Regions from separate parts of the Sus scrofa genome. Here region 1 is linked to region 2. The links are chromatin contacts, called in public HiChIP or PLAC-seq maps. All regions are on one chromosome and are shown on one strand. The core of a region is the stretch at or near the end of the contact, and the rest is flanking DNA. Distances in the headings are between cores, read along the strand shown.

Region 1 (4,811 bases), core at 1,593-4,092, 150 kb after region 2:
CTATAATACTAAAACAAGTGGAACTCTTCCTAATCTTTATTGTTTTGATGTCTTTACAACAAAACACACTTCCCAACCCCCTCCTATTTGAATATCTATGTGCCAGGTTGTAAATCCCTAGGGACACTTATTTCACATTATCTTTTCATCCTCACAAGGGTTAACTTAAGCCAATGTACTTAATGAAGCATAAAAAAACCAACTGTTTAAAATAATGAGATGTTATTTTCAGGACATCAAAGTTTATTACAACATTAATAAAAATTAGGGTCTGTAGATGTTGGAGAGTTAAAGTGAGTAGAAAGATGAACATTAGAGAAAGGTAAGGACTAGTTTTGTTCTTTTTATTTCACTGTTAACTGGTAATATTTACCTAATCTTACAAATATACTTCTCTCTCCCTACTGTGGGGTAAATGAGATTAAATTGTGTCCAACTAACAAAAAAAAAAAAAAAAAAAGAAGCCTGTGAAAACAAGAGAGCTTTAAAAAGGAAAGGAAGAAGACTAAAAGAGGGCACCTACCTTTCATTTCCCAGCCATGCTCTGCCTTCAAAGCTCAAATCCTAACCAACACTCTTTTGTGATTGCTTCCCCTCAAAATACTTCTAAAACCTGAATACCTAGAGAAAAATGTTTATATAGCATATATTTATTCATATTAACTGCTCAAAGGATGGACTTAAAGTTCTATGTAAGTACGCAATGCCCAGTACTTACTGATTAACTGTTGATGAAGACAGGGCAATAGCATTTTGGCTCCACCATCTAGCTCAAATGCAATCAAATAAAGATTCACGCAGAATATGCAGGTTCTAGATCAGTCCCAAAAAGCATATTTTGGGGTGAGCCTATCAACTAAAATAGTAAAAAAAAAAAAAAAAAATTAGCTTGTTTGGTGGCACATAAAAGTACTAGTATATGGGAGTTAAAATATAAAGATTATCATGAAACACGAAATATATTTATTTTCTTAAATAACAGGTAATTTTTTTTCCCAGGAAGGATCAAGCTAGTATTTGTCCCTTGTGAATGAAGGGAAAAATCTTTATTCTCATACCAGATTTTACTCTACAGCCTGACAATTTCTGCAACACTAAGGAATGTAAACCTTAATTTATTCTAAACCTTAACTACTAAATCTCAACCTAACAAACATAATCTTACTACCACTACACCATCAGAGCAAAAAGCTGTTCTTGGTGTATTATTACCATAGTCTAAATATTTAAGGGGTAGTAAATTACTAAATAAGTGAATAATAAATGCAGTAATAATAAGTTATTTGAAACATAAATTTAAAATCAGCTCAAAGGAAAAAAATCTGAAGTAACGAAAGAAACTGAAAATCTTTCACTGAAAAATAGTTTTTCTGTTGATAAAACTTTCAACACAAAGGAAGAATTAAACTACAGCTTAAAAGCTATAAACGGTTGTCTTTCACGAATTCAAAATAAAGGCAAAAATCAGTAAAAGATAAAATAGTTCCAAATGGTGTTGTTCTAAGCGTAACATACTGAATATTAGACAGTAATCCTACAGAACACGCATTTTGTTAAATAGCCCAAAGAGAAGCCTCACCTACTGTCGGAAAGAAGATACACGAAGATGAATCAAGTTACGAGAAAAGCAACCACACATTGATCAATCAGGGAAAGAAAGTCCTGACCTATATTTCAGAGATTTATCACCTCTCCTTATCTACATCCAACTGTTTTTATTACAAAAACACATGCTGTATCATTCAACTGCAGAGAACGGCACTTGGCCACTTTTATTTTCAAATCTATGTTGTAGTTTCCCTGAAAAGATTCTCAAACTCTATTTTAAAGGATGAAGAAGATTAAAACAAAAAAAAATTTTCTTTGGAACTAGGCAAAATACAATTCCTAGTTTGCAATCGCATTTTCCTGGTTTCTGCCGGGTTAGGTCTGTCTCCCAGCACTCCAGCCCGTCTTTCCCTTCAAAAAGAGACTCAGGCTGACAGAGAAGGTTTGTCCGGCAACAACGATCCCCTCGGCCTGGGCCACGAATAAGTGAGCGAGAGTGAACCTCAAAAAAATGGGAGTAGAGTCGAAGACGCAAACAAGGTAAAAGGGAAAAAAACCGGGTGGAGTAGGGCGAGACCCGCCCCAACTCTCTCCATTCCATCCAAGCCCACTTCTCCTTCACTGGGTGATATAATTAAACCGAAAAGCTAACGAAAATATTAAAATTAAACAAGAACCCTTCGAGAAAGCAAGGAGAGCTTCCTAATCTCCGCCATCCCAGGCCCGAGTCTCTAGCCTAAGCTCTCGGCCCACCCCACCCCCAGGGGTCCCGGCGCCATTTAGCTCCTCCGAAGCCGCCGCCATTTTCCGCCCCCGCCGATTGCTAGCTGTGGCTCGGCGGCCGCTCGCTACCCTGCTCTGTAGCCCACGCCACCGCCGCAGGCCCGGCCCCGAGAGGGAGGCCCTGGCCTGAGCGTGCGGGACGGCAGCTTCAGCGTCACGAAGGCCCATCTCCGACCCCGCCCGCGGTGCCCCGACGCCGGCAGCTGGCGCCGGCCGGCGGGAGCAGGCGGGAAGCAAGGGGGCCGGACAGGCTCCACTGGGCGGAGCGGCCCTAGCGGCGGTTGGGACCTGAAGGTTCCATCGCACTTACTTCCTGTTTTGGGTCCGGGCACTTTGGAAGAACCAGGATGGAGGCTCCAAAAAATACCAGGATGGAGGAAGCAGCCACGGGCAAGAGTGGCTGCAGCTGGAGTGAGCGAGCGCTACGAGCCACCGGAAACGGAGCTACGGCCGCGCCACTCCCCCAGCCCCCGCACGCTCCCCCGCCCGGCCTCCTCTCTCTAGGGGCGGCTCTGCGCGCCTGACGCTTACGTCACTTCCGGCCAAGTTGGAGCGCGAAAAAGATTCCTGGTCATTGGAGCTTCAGTCCCCGTCTGAATGGGATTTGTTTATGGTCTGCTGTTTTCCTCTTCTCTTAGGAAATCTCGGTACTGATCATGCCGTTGCTAATACTATGAAGGAGAGCCTTTTTGGGCGCAACTGTGGTCGTCCTAGCTCAGGGCCGGTTGGGTCCCGCCAGCTGATTTTCTTTATTACCTTGGGGCTCTTGGCTGAGGGAGCCGCGGTGTGGAACGTCTTTCGAGCCGGGTCTGAGTGCAGATAGAAGCTAAGAATTGTGTGTCTGGGTTTTCTCACTTGGTCAGCCTTGCTGTAGGCGCGTAGACGTGTTACCTATTGGTCATGTGATGCAATTCTGGGTGAAATGTATCTTCTCTGAGCTTAGGAAGATGCTATTTTGTAGCGCACGGCAGGCCTTGTAAAGCACTGCTTTTTTGCTCTGGCTGCGCTTCAGTTACCTGGAGAGCTTTCCAGGCAAAACCGATACTCGGCCCCACCCCTAGGGAGTTTTTAAGCCTCCGGAGAACCCCTGCAAAGATTTTTGTTTTGAAAGAGTTCGGAAGGTTTAGTGGTCAGAACCCTGTTACAACTCTTTATGATTCTGACCTCAGTTTACTTGTTTTTAAACGTGGTTTATTTTACGCTGCTTCTCTTTCGCTACTGGGATGTCAGGAGTTTAAAAATTACAGTTGACACATGTTCTTGCATCCTACAACTGTGTGTAGGCTCACAATACATTGTCGCAATGGGAATGAATTCAGCATCAGTCGTAAAGGTCAAAAGAAGGCAACATGGGAATATGCACATCTTGGATGTTAATAATGCCTAGTGATTTCCTCTGTTTTGGCTTTTTTAAAAAAATTGTGTTATGCAACCTTGATTTCTTTCGAATTCAAAATGTAGCTGACTTTGTGGAAGTGACATTAATTCATCGAAGAAAGGGGAAGACAAGCAAACGGCACAATATTTGTTTAGATTTTAAGCCGAATGTATATAGTTTTCACCAGTAGTACATATTACCTGTTCTTCGGGGTAATTTTCTCACTGATAAATGTTGCATTTCACAAAAAGGAATGTAAAATGAGATAACATCGCACACCATTTAGAATAGCCAAAATTCACAACACTCACTGCACCAAGTGCAGATGAGGCTGTGGAACAATAGGAACTCTCATTCGTTGATAAAGGGACTGCACAATGGCATGGACACTTTGGAAGACAGTTTGCTGGTTTCTTCTAGAAGCAAGCATATTCTTGCCATATGATCCATTAATTGCTCCTTGATATTCGCCCCAAATAGTTGAAACCTTACTTCCATGTAAAAACCTGCACACATATTTATAGAAACTTCATTATAATTGCTAAAACTTAGAAGCAACCAAGGTGTGTATCTATTACTAAATGGATAAACTGTGATACATCCATACAATGTAATATTCAGTGGTAAAAAGAAGTGAGCCGTCATTGAGCCATGAAAAGACAGGGAGGACCCTTAAATGCATACAACTAAGAGAAAGGACTTAATCAGAAAAGGTACATTCTGAATTATTTCAACTGACATTCTGGAAAGGGCAAAACTATGGAGAGAGTAAGAAAAAACAAAAACAACAACAACAACAAAACAAAATTAAAAAACAGTAGTTGCCAGAGTCTGAGGCCAGAGGAAGAGAAATAGGTGGAGCATAGAGGATTTTTAAAGACAGCAAGAAACAATTTTGCATAATGCTGTAAAGATGATACAAGGCATACATTTATTGAAACCCATAGACTGTACGACATGGACAGTAAACTAATATGACCTATAGACTGGTTGTCAGTGATGTGTCACTGTTGGTTCCTCATTTGCAGTAAATGTACCACTCTGGTAGGGGATGCTGATGACAGGGAAGGCTATGCATGTGTAGGGCAAGGGATTTATAGGC
Region 2 (5,209 bases), core at 1,494-3,993:
TAATGGGATGAGAGAAGGACTTTGAAAAGCAAAGTAGGAAGAGGTGTCTAAGAGTCATCCAACAATAGAGGTACAAAATATTACAGAATACTTAAATCGTATGACAAGCTGCTGTAACCTAATCCTGCAGATGGTGTGAGGCCTACACAGAATGATCTCATGTATCCCCAACAGTCTTAAACATTTTCCACAAACGTATTCATTTTCATCAGAGAAATCAAAGTAACACAAAATGTGAATGACGTAAGAGTCCTCAAAGAAGCCTTCATAAACTGTATGTTAAAATAGCCATTAAGGAATCGAGGAACATTAATATCGAAGTTCCTGTCCTTTCAAATACTACATGTTAAAACTAAAAGCAAAAATATTCCACTCACAGAAAGTTACAGAATAAAACATTATCAAAAACAATAGTTTGGCAGAGACCGTTTTCAACCAATGTCAATTTTCCCCCTTTTTAACAGAATGCCGAGTTTCTGGTGGGTATAAGACACATAGCTTTATCTTTCTACCCTCCCTCTGAGGTCAGTATGGCTTAGTGACCTGTATGCTGCTTCCAGATCATACCTCTGTAAAGAACTACACGTGTTCTCCCTGTGCTTTCTCCTTCTCACCGCCTTGCAAGAAAAGTGCCAAGTGGAACACCACCTTGGACCATGTATGGCAGCCATGTATTGAGGGTGTCAGAATCTTCCTACTAGCTCTGGACTCCTTCCTCTTGTATGGGGGTGGAGGGAAACCAAACAAACCTTTTATTTATGCCTTTGCAGTTTGGGCTTTCTTTGTTAGGGGAGAAGAACTTGGCTGACACCACTAACATAAAGAGATAATCCAAAAATGAGGTGCAACAAAAATCTCATAATTCCTCAGCTTCTTCTACCTAATGACTCTGGCTGCACCACACTTTGACCATCTGTAAACATGGCTTCAGATCTAAAGGAAATGTAGATTCAGGCCTAAATACCAACTCTGTCACTTTCTAGCCATGTGCCTCCAGACAAATAACTAAATGCATGTGTAGAGAAGATACTCAAATCAGACAGAATTGTTATGATTTAATACCTGCAAAACCACATTATAAAAATAATCTGGTTGAGCTAACTATATCATACTAGGTGGAAATTCTTTGAATGGCTCCGCATGATTCTGCCCGTCTAATACCCAGAACCTGGGAATGTGAGATTATCACCTTTTTGACTGTGATGGTCTTATTGCACAACTGACCATAAACTAAGAATATCCAGGTGGGCCTAATCTGATTACTTGCGAGTTCAGGGGCAGAAAGCTTTCTCCAGGTGTGGCAGATGATGAGCCCGGGAGAATAAAATCATGAAAAGGATTGGAGGTAATGTTTGGCTTTGAAAACGCAGGTAGTCTTGTGGAACTGAGAGGCCCCAGCTGACAGCCAGTAAGAAAATGGGGACCTCATTCCTGTAACTGCATGGAAGTGAATTCTGCCAACAACTTAAATGACACTAGAGGTGGATTCTCCCCCAGAGCTGCCAGAAAACCCAGACCAACAAACTGATTTCAGCTTTGTGAGATCCTAAGCAGAGTACCCAGCTAAACCTATGCAGAATTCACAGCAATAGAGCTGCTAGTTAATAAATTTGTGTTTACCTGTTAGGTTTGTGATAAATTGTTACAGCAGCAATAGGAAACTAACATATGTAGAAAAGATAAGCTATTCTCCATATACATCCCTGCCAGTTACTAGATTCCAGAAAACTGAGGCTACCACCAATTCCATACTCACCAGTCTTAACTCACCATAAGTGACACAGTAAAAATACAAATTATCAGATTCTTTCATGGAGGATTATTTGTTCTGAATTCTCAATCACCAAGATGAAATAATACAATTCCAAAAAAGCTATAAATGCATTAAGAAAATGATGATGCTGGATTTAATTACAGTGGGCTTCCTGGGAGCAGTAAGATGCAGGCTGAAGTGGAAAAGAGAACCAGGAAAACAAGTAAAATAAATAGATTATCACATACCAGGACACCAAGATGAATTGTTTAGGATTGCCAGGAGCTTGTTGCAACAATTCTGTTTTGAGGTTACAGGGGTTTGAACTGGGCTGGTAACTGTGGGGAGGAAGAAAACAGCTTAACAATTGCAGGGGAAGGGGAATTAACAAAAACTGGTAAAAGAAGGTGGAAGACAACGTCGGGGCTGGGAGGCCCCAAGCCTCAAACTTTTGGGAATCACAGCAAACACACGCAAAAAGTCCGTCTGCCAGAGAGCTGTATAAAAATGACATGATTAACTAAGTTAACAACTAAGACAATGGCATTCCTTTCCATTAGACAGGATCCCGGAAAAAGGTACCTCCCAGTGCCCGGATATCTGGTGCCGGCGCCCAGTCGCAGGGCTACAAGTTCAAAGCTTGGCTCTAGAGACAGGAGTGGAAGGCGACGAGAACTCGGAGACTCCTCCCACCAACGAAAGGGCAGCTCCACACACTCAAGAAACCACCAAGTGAGAGAAATCCAACCAAGCACCACGACGGTCCAGCCTAGTGGCCCAAGTTCGAGGATTCCTCTCTGACTTGGGCAAGCGAGATGCCAGGTGGCAGGACACTCCCGCCGGGTTCTAACACCTCCGTTTCTCTACACTACGCTCCACGCTATCTAACTCTGTTCAAACTACTCCCCACCCCGAAGGGTCAGGGAAGGGAGGGTACGCTGACTCCGCGGGCTGGCTAGTCACTGCCCCGCGAGCTTCGCCTCCTCGTCTGCAGCCTATGGCTGCGCGGATCGGGTCCCTCACTCCTGCTCAGGAGCGAGAATTGGATGGAAAGTCGAGAGGGTCCCGCCCCACGGTCACCGGAGATCGGGGATTGGCTGGAAAGCCGTGTGGGTCCCGCCCTGTACTTGAAGCCAGGGGTGGAGGGGCGGGGAGTGGGAGTAGGGAGGGGGCGAGGGTGGGGGTGGAGCGAGACGGGCCTGCGCGCTGGTGGGACCGGGCCCCGCCTTCCCCGGGCATCTTCGCCGGGGCCTGGATTTTACGCTGCAAGCTTGGGAAAGGCTCGGCGGTGGAGACGGCCGAGACGTAGGGTCTTTACCCATCTAGGCTGCAGTGAACTGCTTGCTGTAGGAGGAGCACAGCGCCTTGTCCGGGACAAGCAGGCCGGCAGCGCTTTGCTCCCTCAGGTACCTAACCCTCTGGAATGGATGCAGGAACTGATGGCCTGTTTTCACCCAAGTTGTGCAACTTGGAGCTCTGTTTCCCTTGCTTTTTTACCCCAGCTTCTGGCTTGCCGGCCGTTCTTACCTCATCCCAGTGTGACGCTTTTTGTAATCCTCAAGCAAGAATTTATACTAGCGCCTTATAAGGGAATCTTACTGTTCACCCGGGTCCTAGGAAGAGAACAGTATCTGCGTAGAATACTTCTTGACCTCGCTTTTCCTGTATCCACTAAGGCTGAAGTTTGCACAGTGTAGAGGTGCTGCCTAAGGTCCTTGACACCCCCAGGGACTCACACAAGCGTGAATTTGATCTGATGTCTTTGAGTATCTCCAAGAAAAGGAGTTTTTAACCAGAGGGAACTAGGAAAGTACTAGGGAGATCAAAATGTAGTTAACTTAGTTTCACATGCAAATCTATCTTACATGTATTTCCTGAAATAAAATATAGTTTTAATTCTTCATTTTAAATACACTTTCATTTTTTTTCTTAAGGCTTCACCTGTGGCATATGGAGCTTTCCAGGCTAGGGGTGGAATGGGAGCTGCGGCTGCCGGCCTACATTACAGGCCAGCAACTGCCAGATCTGAGCCTCATCTGCTACCCATGCAGCAGCTAGCAGCAACGCTGGATCCCTAACAGACTGAGCCAGGCCAGGGATCAAACTGGCATCCTCAAGGAAACTATGTCGGGTTCTTAACCCGCTGAGCCACAATGGGAACTCCACATTTCATTTTTGTGGAAGAAAAGACCAATATTTCACAGTGGCTCTGAATTGGATATTAAAGGTAAATAACTGAGTTTCAAATGAATATGTCATTACAGGTTGCAATCCTTTATCTGTCTTTTCTAACTTCCTTGATAATGAAATCTGACCTGAAAGGAACTGAGACTGTGCATAATTGAATATTCACATGTGGATATGTTATTTTTATTTTATTTTTATTTTTTGTCTTTTTGCTGTTTCTTGGGCCGCTCCCATGGCATATGGAGGTTCCCGGGCTAGGGGTCCAATCGGAGCTGTAGCCACTGGCCTACACCAGAGCCACAGCAACGCGGGATCCGAGCCGCGTCTGCAACCTACACCACAGCTCACGGCAACGCCGGATCGTTAACCCACTGAGCAAGGGTAGGGACCGAACCCGCAACCTCATGGTTCCTAGTCGGATTCGTTAACCACTGCGCCACAACGGGAACTCCAAAAGTTTGTTTTTCTAAACCTGTTCAGTAATTTCATCAAATATTTGACTTGACAGTCACTAACAAGCAGGTGCAATAACTGGTTATAAATCTGAGGAACCAAGTTGGTAAATTTGAATAACTATGTTAAATTCTTCAGCAAACCTTTGGGGCTTCTGAGTTACTCAGATACTCTTTAACTAGGGCTCTCAGTTTGGCCTTTGTCCAGGGAACACAAGAAATTTGGGGGTTTTTTTGGACCCTCGGCAGAGTTAACTTTAAAGGGACAGGTGGCTGCCTTCAGAAAAATGGGGGAGGGGAGGGAGAGGAGTCAGAAGTTTTCTTGTTTTTCTTTCTTTGTCCCCGCCCTCCCAGATCTCTGAAATATTTACATTACATGGTCTTACAAATGACTGCTTTAAAATGTCAAGGACAACATTTTTTTTTCTTTTGTTGTTTGTTTGCCTCAATTTATAAATTGTATTTTGCAGAGAAGCAATATTAGAGTCCCTGATAATGCTTTGAAGCCTCAAAATATTAATCGAAATATATGTCCCATTAAGTTTGGACAGTTTTAGAGCCATAGCTGTCTAATTCAGCTTGTCTGAGGAGTTTAAAAGTTCCTCATAAAGGCCATGAGAGGTTTTTTTTCCTGTAGAGAAAAAAGAAAAATTCCTCAACAACAACACAGTTACAATAGGGACAGCCCAGTTCCAAAAGGAATCAGGCTAAAAGCACAGTTCCATTGACCAGCTGATAGAGTTCCAGCAGGAACAGCCCCGTTCCCAAGGAATTGGGCCAAAGGCCAAATGGGCACTCTCTGGAGGGACAAAGCCTT

Evidence for each region. HiChIP or PLAC-seq counts read pairs in DNA pulled down with a chosen protein or histone mark.
Region 1: a contact with region 2 is called in an H3K27ac HiChIP or PLAC-seq map of skeletal muscle. The contact joins the promoter of DMTF1 here to the promoter of CROT in region 2. A contact is called at or near these places in 3 of 47 Hi-C or Micro-C datasets (heart right ventricle, mesenteric adipose tissue and subcutaneous adipose tissue) and 2 of 2 datasets of contacts at active chromatin or transcription factors (alveolar macrophages and skeletal muscle).

The regions. Positions count from the first base shown.
Region 1 is chr9:93,460,287-93,465,097 of Sscrofa11.1, forward strand. DMTF1 (cyclin-D-binding Myb-like transcription factor 1) reads right to left here and starts at 2,843. Exons shown (of 17, transcript XM_021063471.1): 1 at 2,642-2,843. LOC102166910 (a long non-coding RNA gene) reads left to right here and starts at 2,862. Exons shown (of 3, transcript XR_001304172.2): 1 at 2,862-2,978.
Region 2 is chr9:93,305,407-93,310,615 of Sscrofa11.1, forward strand. CROT (carnitine O-octanoyltransferase) reads right to left here and starts at 2,744. Exons shown (of 18, transcript NM_001243217.1): 1 at 2,336-2,744; 2 at 2,002-2,091.